Regions from separate parts of the Sus scrofa genome. Here region 1 is linked to region 2. Evidence: chromatin contacts called from public HiChIP or PLAC-seq data. All regions are on one chromosome and are shown on one strand. Each heading gives the region's core, a stretch centred on a gene start, on an enhancer-like site or on the middle of the called end of the contact. The rest is flanking DNA. Distances are from core to core; before and after follow the strand shown. Region 1 has its middle 57 kb from the start of OSGIN2. Region 2 holds the start of OSGIN2 (oxidative stress-induced growth inhibitor 2).

Region 1 (5,218 bases), core at 1,476-3,975, 57 kb after region 2:
TGTTGCTGATTGCTCTGCATAGACTCTCCTCCTGAGACTCTTTGCTGAAGCACATTTCATGCATCATGTTCCAATCTCTACTCATCCACTACATTTTGGACCATTGCAAATAGCATGAGTCATTTCAGAGGGGCAGGCAAAGAAGTGTGTGTGTTATTTTGACAGTGGTATCATAGAGGTAAAGGCATTTATACTTGCACCAAGTACAGTGAAAAGTCTGAGAGTTACTGACTACTGTCAGTCACTTTCATTTTCTAGGAAAAATATCAGTGTTGGTTTGTTTGGAAATCCCCTAACTACACAGAGTGATGAGATGCAAGCTGCCCTTGTAATGTGATTGCTGGTGTGCTATACTCTTTTAGAATACAAATTAAGTGCTGAGCTCCCTCTAGTGACAATAACATGGATGCATTTGAGAATCCTTGTACATACTTTGTGACTAAATTCAATTATTTTTAATTTCATTAATTCAATTACTTTCCAACCTCCCCCCCTCCCTTTTTGCTTTTTAGGACTACACTCGTGGCATATGGAGGTTCCCAGGCTGGGGGTTGAATAGGAGTTGTAGCTGCTGGCTTACATCACAGCCACAGCAACGGTGGATCCAAGCCATGTCTGTGACCTAGACCACAACTCATGGCAATGCCAGATCCTTAACCCACTGAACAAGGCCAGGGATTGAACCTGTATCCTCATGGATGTTAGTCAGATTTGTTAACTGCTGAGCCACAACAGGAATGCCTCCATTCCATTTTTTAAAAAAGTTTTATTGAAGTATAGTTAATTTTCAAGGCTGTGATAATTTTTGGCTGTGCAACAAAATAACCCAGTTGTACATATACCATATTCATTCTTTTCTTTCCAATTAATTTACATAACAATAGATTTTTTGACTCAGAAAGTTTGTTAAGATAAATTTAGTAAAACTGTAATTTAAAAGATCACTAGAGGAGTTCCCGTCATGGCGCAGTGGTAATGAATCTGACTAGGAACCATGAGGTTGCAGGTTCGATCCCTGGCCTTGCTCAGTGGGTTAAGGATCCAGTGTTGCCATCAGCTGTGGTGTAGGTTGCAGACTCGGCTCAGATTCCGCGTTGCTGTGGCTCTGGCGTAGGCCGGTGGCTACAGCTCCGATTAGACCCCTAGCCTGGGAATCTCCATATGCCCCTGGGAGGGCCCTAGAAAAGGCAAAAAGACAAAAAAAAAAAAAAAAATCACTGGAAGTTCCTATCTGGGTTAAGAATCTGACTGCAGTAGCTTAGGTTGCTTTGACGGCATGGGTTAGATCCCCAGCTCTGTGCAGTGGGTTAAGGATCTGGAGTTGAGGCAGCTATAGTGTAGGTCTCTGGCCTGGGAATTTCCACATGCCACTAAAAATAAAATCATTAGAAATGGAAATTATAATAACTGAAAATGTTTCATATGACGTAGCATAGTGTGAAAAAGACAATACCCCTCCACACAACACAGCCACACACTGCAGCTCTGTTCCAATATAGTACTCATCTGCCATAGTAACAGTATGCCATAGTAACAAACTCACTCAGTTTCAAGGGGAGGGAACATAGACCCTACTTTTCAGTGGGAGGAGTATCAAAAGTCAAAGTAACATTAAAGAAAGAACTTGTGGCCTAAGAGCTATTGTTATAGTCATCTTTAAAAAAGACAATCTGCCACAGCTCTTCCGTATCCCTTACTATTTGTCCATTACCATAAACTTTTATCTATATAGATCTTCTGTCAGCAATGTAATAATATCCGCAATACTAAGCAGGTAATTAGCTAAAACTCCTACATTGCTCCCCAATGAACTGAGAAGCTAGCTACTACTCCCCTTTCATCTTTCATACACACTTTTAACATAGGCTCTGTGTATCATTAAATTTAATTATCATTCAATAGATACTTATTGAAAAATCTGTCGTTTTCTAAATATCTCCTAGACAATCAGATAGACTGAATGCAATATAGAAAAATGGTTTGTTCTTTCAAGAAGTTCACAATTTAGAGGAAAAAACGATTAAGTTAAAAATTTCTGGAGTTCTCATTGTGGCTCATGGGTTACAACCTGACTAATATTCATGAGGATGCAGGTTTGATCCCTAGCCTTGCTCAATGGGTTAAGGATCTGGCTTTTCTGTGATCTGTGATGTAGGTTGCAGATGCGGCTTGGATCCCACATTGCTGTGGCTGTGCTGTAGGCTGGCAGCTATATCTCTGATTTGACCCCTAGTCTGGGAATTTCCATATGCCACAGGTGCTGCCCTGAAAAGTGAAAAAATGAGTTCCCATCATGGCACAGAGGAAATGAATCCCACTAGGAACCATGAGGTTGCGGGTTTGATCCCTGGCCTCACTCAGTGGGTTAAGGATCTGGCGTTTGCTGTGAGCTATGGTGTAGATCATAGACGTGGCTTGGATCTGGCACTGGCGTAAGCTGGCAGCTACAGCTCTGATAAGACCCCTAGCCTGGGAACCTCTATATACTGTGGGTGTGGCCCTAAAAAGACAAAAAATACAAAAAAAAAAAAAAAAAGAAAAGTGAAAGAAAAAGAAAATAGAAAGGAAATTTCTATAATAGGTTAACTCAAACTTTTATTAGCTTGCTGTTCTATCATTCTATCAGTCACTGGTAGGATATAATTTTTTTTCAGGGTATTGTTATCATGAAAATTTTTTTTTCTGATGACCTCTCAAAAAGGAAATGAAGTAATTGAGGCATGACTTTGCTTTATGAGTTCATGCTGACTTGGAGTGATCATTGCTTCCCTTTTTTCTCCCCTTTTTAAGATCTTATTGTGGTGTGAATAAGCTTAAATATCTTCTCAAATGTTTAGTAGTCATCTGTATTTCATTTTTTAATAGGTTCAAACTTCCCTAGAATCTCTCTGGAGATACTAATATGTTTACTTTAGCATTTTATTCAGTGTTCCTATATTGTGTTTTCTCAGGGGTCAGATCTCTTTATTGAGTTTGGTGCTTTTCTTTCCATCTTTTTGGTTGCTTGGTGATTCTTGGTGGTTTTATTGAATTTGTGCCAGATCCTAAGTTGGTGGCTGAGGAGTAAGAATTCTTCTTTGCCTGGCTTGAAGCTCAAGTTTGGATTAAGTCCGTTTCGACTCAAGTGGTCATGTGTGGCAGAGGGAGTGTGGATTTATTTCATGGATATGAAGCTCTCCTTTTCCAGGGACAAGGTCCTGATTCTGTGGTTGTGTTGTCATTTTGAGTCTCATAAAAAAAAACTCTCATGATTCACAACATCCAGCACAAGGGCTCTGCTTTTATTGGTTACCAGGCCCCTGCCCAGGGCTGAATTCTTCCTACAAGCTTCTGCTGATTTTAATTGTAGGGCTTTTGCAAAATTCTGCTGGGACAACTTGTGCTTTTGAAGTTCTATTTCATGGATCTTGACTTGTGGGTTGCTTGTCTCTGTTGCATTTTAGTATCAAGATATCCCAGAAACTCCTCATTGTTCTGTCTGACTATCAGAACTCCTTTCTGAATTTTCTAAAACTTTTAAAAAATTTAATTTTACCCTTCTTTTACATTTTAGTGGGTTTGGGGAAGGGAGGTAAATGAAGTCAGCCAGCTTTGGTGGGAAGCCACCCATTACCTTCTATGATAACCAGAGTTCTACTGAGAATCACACCAACCTCTCCCAGCAAGTAGTTTCCTTTTTTCTTTTCTTTTCTTTTTCTTTTTGCCTTTTCTAGGGCCGCTCCCGAGGCATATGGAGATTCCCAGGCTAGGGGTCTAATTGGAGCTGTAGCCACTGGCCTACGCCAGAGCCACAGCAATGCAGGATCTGAGCCACATCTGCAACCTACACCACAGCTCATGGCAACACAGGATCCTCAACCCACTGTGCAAGGCCAGGAATGGAACCTGAAAACTCATGGTTCCTCGTCAGTTTTGTTAACCACTGTGCCACTACGGTAACTCCTCCCAGCAAGTAGTTTCTAGAGGACAGTTTGTCCTTTTGTATATCCTTAAATTAGGGCATACCTATGTCCATATCTCTTGCATCTCTCCCATTGTCTGCAATTTTTCAAAGATTACTGCCAGCAGTTCTTTTCCAACATTGACAATTCCTTTTAGTGTTGGAAGCATTTCAATGAAATGGTGAAAATAGCTAAATGGCCTTATCATTCCTCACCTTTTCAAATTAACTTCAGTTCTCTCTTAAATGTGCTTGTTTGACCTTTTCAAGTGTTGTCATTTTTTGCTGAATTTCTTTTTCTTGGTTGGAAAGAAGAAAGTCAGATGGAAGTTGTATAATTCTACTCTATCCACCACCCCAGTCTGTTAAAAAATTACACCATCATCACTAAGGATAAGAAATCCCTTTTGTCCTTATTATCGCTGACCTTATCTGTTTATTTATTTATTTACTCAAGGCTAAACTCCTTCAAAGATTGGGAAGTCCTGGCATTATTCATAGAGGTCTGGTCATGATTCTAAATTTGTTCTTCATTTTATACATCTGCTAATTTTCTTTTTGCACCTTTCCCTTTAAAATATGAATGTTTGAAATAATTCTCTGCACCTTGTTAGCAGCTCAGGGGCAATAACAATAGAAGGAGAAACTAAAGGTCAGAGAATAAGGAGTGATGAAATACATGCAATATGAATAACAAATTCTGAAGAATTTACTGGTAAATCATTGCATGTATAATAGCTCCCCAGCTGAGTTGGTAGATTCTGTCACCTCCGACCTGTGTTGTGATAACTCTTCCACTGACAAGACATGTATAAGTCATTTAGACCAGCAGAGTTTTCACCTGAGTTCATCATGCACACAGTGTTTTACAGATTCCAAAACTCTTTCATGTATGCTATTGCATTTCAATTTCTTTTCTATTTTCCTAACAATTCTTTGAAAGCAAGAAGTGGGCTTGTAGCGGGGGGAGAACTGACTGTATTTTCAGGCCGGGAAGAAGGAGCTGGGGGAGGAGGAGAAGTGAAGTCATCAGGTGGGATCGTGCAACAATGCCCTCCTTCCTGATTCTTTGCCTGTTGTCTGTAATCACTCTTTTCCCTCTTTGAAACTCTGTCCTTGGCTTCATTAATACTATAGTCTCTCGATTAATCTGCTTACCTTTCTGACCCATCTCAGTCTTCTTTGCTGGCTCCTTTTCTTTTCATCCATTACAAGTTGTAATCCTTTTGAAAAGGCAAAAGCTTGAAACAGCCAAAACGATTTTTTTAATGGAAATTA
Region 2 (5,413 bases), core at 527-3,026:
TGCACCGCGATTTAAGAAATCTTGATCAGAATTTCATATTTCACAAAAGAAATTTTGTATATCACTATTCTAGCATTCATTTATAGAAAGCAAGGCACTTTACTAAAGTCTTCACTAAGCTTAACGTTTCTTCACCACAGGGTTAAAACCCGTTTTAAGTTTTTGTCGAATTTCTCTCCATAACTGAATGGTAGTGCTGGCCAACTGTGCTGGATCTAGTACATCCACTTTTATTTCAAAATGTATATCCTAAAACATTCCCCATAATGTTAGTCTAGACGCACCATATTTCTCAAATTTCTACAACATATATTATTTACAATGACTAACACTTTAAGTCAGAACCTATTTGTAATTAGACCATCACATTTTAAACATGGTTCCCTGCCTTCCCTTCAAACCAGTAACTTATCAGACTTTTTTTTTTAAGGAAAAAAAAATGTTTAAGATGTGTGCGGGGGTCTAGAGGGACCTTCACAACACTACACACAAACTTTGCAGTACTTAGAAGTCTCAGTCGCAGTAACCGACTCGACCCAGGCCTAGCCGGTCCCGCAGTCCCATGACTGGCGCGGTTCAGTAAAAGGGAGATGTTAACAGAAGCGACTGCCCCGGAGTGAGGGAAACCTCGACTAGGCAGGAATAGGGAGGAAGCAGCGGACGAGGCAGGGGGCTTCTGCGGTCCAGACGCTCGCCTTCCACCCTCGACCCATCTCCGACTCCAGACACGCGCGGCCTCTGCCCATTTCGGCCCAGGCCCTGCCGCCGGACCTCGCAACACTCCACCCTCCGCCTGCTCCCCTTCGTTCCCCGGCGGAGAAGTCACCTGAAATGACCGGCCAGAGAGCAGCGGCAACACCACACGGGCATGGAGCGCGGCGCACGGGGCGCCGGAGCGCGACCACCACAGCCACTGCCTCTTATCTCGGAGGGGTGACCCGTCCGGGGCGCCGCCCGGTCGCGGAGTCCGCGGGGTTCCCGCGCCCCGCGCCAGGCCGTGGCCGCGGCTGCCCGGAAGCTGCGATTCGGCAGCCGGCCGGGCCCCGGGGCGCCAAAATACGCCTCAACAGAGAGGCTTCCGCTCCTCGCCTGCGGGCAGCGAGACACCAGCGGTGAAGATCTCAGGGTGCCGCGATGGGGGCGGAACTGGGCGGGGCGGGGACGCTGCGACGGCTGTGGCGGAGGCGCGCGGGCTCCTCCTCGCAGGTGCGGAGGCGGCGGCGGGCGAGGCCTGGGATTGGTGGAGCCGCGGCCTGCTAGGGGCCTGGCCTGACCAAGCGGCTGCTGAGAGGCCCGCGGGGGCCGAGATCCGCCCGCCCACCCGACCGCGGCGTTTGCGGTGATGGGCGGCTTCGGCCTGAGCTCTTCGGACCCTATTCCGTGTTCCCGAACTGGTGGCGTGGGTGGTTAGCTAGGCTGGGAGGATGCTGGGGGCTAGGTGACAAGGGGAAGAGGAAGAGCTCCTAATCGTAGTAGCTGGACGGTGCAGGGGAAAAACCTTGTCTGCTGCACTGCGTCTGCCAACCCGAGCGCGCAAGCCAGAGTCTCCGTAGTCCTTTCGTTCGGGCCTTTCGCCGAAGACGCCCGGGAAAGACCGAGATACCCGCCCCAAGAAACTCACTTTAGCGGCTTTGCTCGTGCTGGCCGGAGCGCAGACGCCCGGAGTTCCCCCGCGCTTTTCACTCTTGAGCCTGCGTCACAATCGAATGGGGGAACCCAGTAAACCACGAGTGCGCCCCACCCCAGAGGTTCTGATAGGGGAAGCCTGGTTTACCGACTAAGGTCCCTCTTAAGTGGCATCCCTGATTAAAAAAACCGGGTGCTAGCCCCGCCCAGAATTCACCGAGGGCGGGGGAAGGCAGGAATGTGTTTTTAAAAAATTCCTCCAGGTGATTGTAATGCAAGGAAAGTTAGAAATGTATGGAATGAAGAGTTTCCCTGTTCGGTGTTTTCAAGAAATGAAGGCGGGGAAAACCTAGAAGTGATTGACTGCATATACAGAGATATCTTTCTATTCCTCCTTACAAAAAAGATCTAGATATTTTTGCAATTAAATCTTACTTAGGTTTCTCTTCTTAAAATTTCTAAGTTCTCAGTTTTTCCTGAATGTTACCATGGAACAAACCTGGACTTAACAGACTTTAAGTCTGTGGGGCTTAAAATAAAATTGTAGGACTCAGCCTGCTTCCAGGGTTTTACGCTGTAAGAAAATACGTGTGTATATTCATTTTACTCCAATGTTCATTTTACTTTGTTTCAGAAAGTAAGGCATAAGTTAATTTTTTGTTAATATTCATAACATCTGGAGTTCCCATCGTTCCTCAGCAGTTAACAAACCGGACTAACATACATGAGGACGCGGGTTTCATCCCTGACCTTGCTCAGTAGGTTAAGGATCCAGTGTTGCTGTGAGCTGTGGTTTAGGTCACAGGCTGCTCAGTTCTTGCGTCCCTGTGGTGTAGGCTGGCAGCTACAGCTCTGATTGGACCCCTAGCCTGGGAACGTCCCTATGCCAAGAGTGCAACCCTGAAAAGACAAAAAATAAAATAAAATAACATCCTTTTAAATTTAAAGAAACTAAACTCGTAAAAGCTATGCCAATCCAGAACTGAAATATTAAAATATAAGAAGATTTATGAGTACTTCGTATAGCTTTTCCTTTATGGCTTTTTTTTTTTTTTTGCAGTATTTCCAGATTTTCAAATAATAAAGTGGGTATGTCAGATTTTAGATTTAATCTGGCTTGTATTTAAGCCTTGGAAACTTGCAGTCGTGGCTTAAACTTGATAGTAATTAGTGATTAAACCAAGCCACAAAAACTACATAAGTATTTTTCTTATAGCAGAGTTTTTTTGTATTTGTTTTTTTGAAATTGAAATTCTATTTAAAAATAAACCCCAGGTTTCATGATATTGCAGAGCAACAGACTCAGATACTTCTGATGGGATGGTAAATTAGTATGTGGTCTAAAACTCCCCTGTCTGTGTAATGGACCCTTACTCTTCCTTTCAGTGCCCTGAGCAGCACATTTAGTGTAGAGCTTATCTCACACTGGCAACCATTCCAGTCCATGGTAACTTCTGGGCTTCCAATGTTACCTAGTTGTAGAATCCTTACTGAACAACCCTCCTTACTGGTGTATAATGTACAGTATTTTATACATTAAATTGTAGTAATTAAAATGTCTGTTTTGGAATCTTTGCTAGCAGCGTGATCTTGGACAAGTTACTCAGCATCTCTGGGCTTTGATTCCTCATCTGTAAAATGAGCTAATAATAATTACTTCATTGATTGTAAGAATTAAGAAAATACTTATAAAGCACTTATCGTAGTGCCTGGCTCATTTTAATCACAAAATAAATATTAGTTTTCATTATTATCAATAATAATATCATAGGAGTTCCCATCGTGGCGCAGTGGTTAACGAATCTGACTAGGAACCATGAGGTTGCAGGTTCAATCCCTGGCCTTGCTCAGTGGGTTAAGGATCTGGCATTGCCATGAGCTGTGGTGTAGGTCACAGAAGTGGCTTGGATCTGGCATTGCTGTGACTGTGGTGTAGGCTGACAGCCACAGCTCAGATTCAGGCCCTAGCCTGGGAACCTCCATATGCCGTAGTCGTGGCCCTAAAAAGACAAAAACAAAAACAAACAAAGCTATACTGCAGCTTGTGGCAATGCCAGATCCTTTAACACGCCGAGCGAGGCCAGGGATCAAACGCACATACTCGTGGATGCTAGCCAGGTTCTTAACCTGCTGAATCACAATGGACACTCCAGAAAAATTTCTTTCACTGAAGTGTAGTTAATTTACAAGATTGTGATGATTTCTGCTCTACAGCAAAGTGTTCCAGTCATACATATATACACATATCCATTCTCTCAGATAAAAAGAAAAACTTAATCCATCGCATGGAGGTCTCATACAAATGGGTCCTAAGAAGAGACTAAAAGAACCAGCTTTTATACTTTTTAGGCAAAGAAATCATAAATTTGTAAGAAATTGACAAGACAAGGAACTTAGGTTTGGGGTGCCCATGTATTGAAGAATCTAAACAGAATTTGGGCTTGAGGTAAGTAAGTAACAAGGTTTCTTTAACAGGGCTTCTCAGCCCCAAATGCTGTTTTTGGTGAAAAGGTATTCTTCTACCTCCAGATACATGAGGGCATCTGTCACATGGGAGATGTATTTCTTCCTCCATTGGTGAGGCTTGAGAGGTCCCAGGATTTCTTTGGAGGGAATTTGTGGTTTTGGAGTTTGTAGTGATAAGACACTAAAGTGAGCAGAAGTGAGCAGACTACTTGGGCGCAGGAATGAGAAAAGCCTTATCTTTTTCACTTATGCAGATACCAGAGTAGTGCTTCTCAACCATGCATATTAGAATCACCTGGGAACATTTAAAAACCTCAATGCCCAGGCACAACCCTCTCCCTTCCCACACTCACTACTAGCAATTAAATTTAAAAGAATCTGGTAAAGGGACCTCAGGCACATGATTTAATCCATTAACATGTAAATAAGCAATTTCTGCACAATTGATTGAATTGAAAAACTAGAGCTTCAAACCATTTTTCATCCTGATATCGCTAATGTAAAGTCTGAGGAAGAAAAACACTCACTTCTTTGATCTTAAAGTACATAGTTATAAACAGAAAATGTGTAGCTTTTATTTCACTTTTATAAGGTTAATTCAATGGTCAAAACATTCTAATCTCAGTGTTTACCCTCAGCACACCCATGCTGTTCTCTAAACATACTGATGCTGGATAGATGGTGCCGGAATCCACGTTCTTGTTAATGGCAGTCAAAGAATGAACTCTGAGAACACACAGGCAACAAGCAAGCAAAGTCTTTATTCAAGAGAAGCAAATAGCTCCCAGGACAGGCTAGGAGTGGGTAGAAGAGCCCCCGCCCCTTTCTCTATTGTCCTTTAGGGGTTTTTATTCCTTAAAGATTGGGGGGGGGTACAAACGTGGGGTCCAGAAAGATGTGGTTTTCTCCAATTGGCCTTGCTCAATTACTTATATCAGTCCTTGTCCAACAGGGGTTTTAGGGTTGGAAACATCACAAAAGTTTTATGGTTTTTTGTCCTTTTCTTTCCTTAGATTAAGTCACTACTCCTCTCATTCCTTTTTTATCAGTTGAGGAGTGGGCTAGAGATTCGCATTTCCTACAGAAGACAAAGCCTGTGGGGAATGCGCATTTCCTAAAATAAAACAAGTCCTATGGAGGTGTTACTCCCTGGAGCCCTTAAGCCACAAAAGTTAATCAATATCCATATCAAAGGAATGTATTGGAGACCATGCTCCTACACTAACTACCTGAGTTAATATTCTGCCTCAATATGAGACAAACTCCCCTCCTTAGAATTTTTCAGTGTCTACTCCTTCTGCCTGAAACACCATTTCCACCA

What was found. HiChIP or PLAC-seq counts read pairs in DNA pulled down with a chosen protein or histone mark.
Region 1: a contact with region 2 is called in an H3K27ac HiChIP or PLAC-seq map of alveolar macrophages. The contact joins the enhancer-like site here to the promoter of OSGIN2 in region 2. A contact is called at or near these places in 4 of 47 Hi-C or Micro-C datasets (embryonic fibroblasts, heart right ventricle and mesenchymal stem cells) and 1 of 2 datasets of contacts at active chromatin or transcription factors (alveolar macrophages).

The regions. Positions count from the first base shown.
Region 1 is chr4:46,967,201-46,972,418 of Sscrofa11.1, forward strand. No RefSeq gene overlaps it. Among named protein-coding and RNA genes, the nearest start is that of OSGIN2, 57 kb to the left of the region's middle. Within about 2 kb of position 2,726, at least 1 of the 83 cell types and tissues checked has an H3K27ac peak or open chromatin away from gene starts, as enhancers often do. A contact at or near this core is called in alveolar macrophages, where this site is marked.
Region 2 is chr4:46,911,165-46,916,577 of Sscrofa11.1, forward strand. It overlaps OSGIN2 (oxidative stress-induced growth inhibitor 2), which reads right to left and starts at 1,777. Exons shown (of 6, transcript XM_005662982.3): 1 at 1,622-1,777.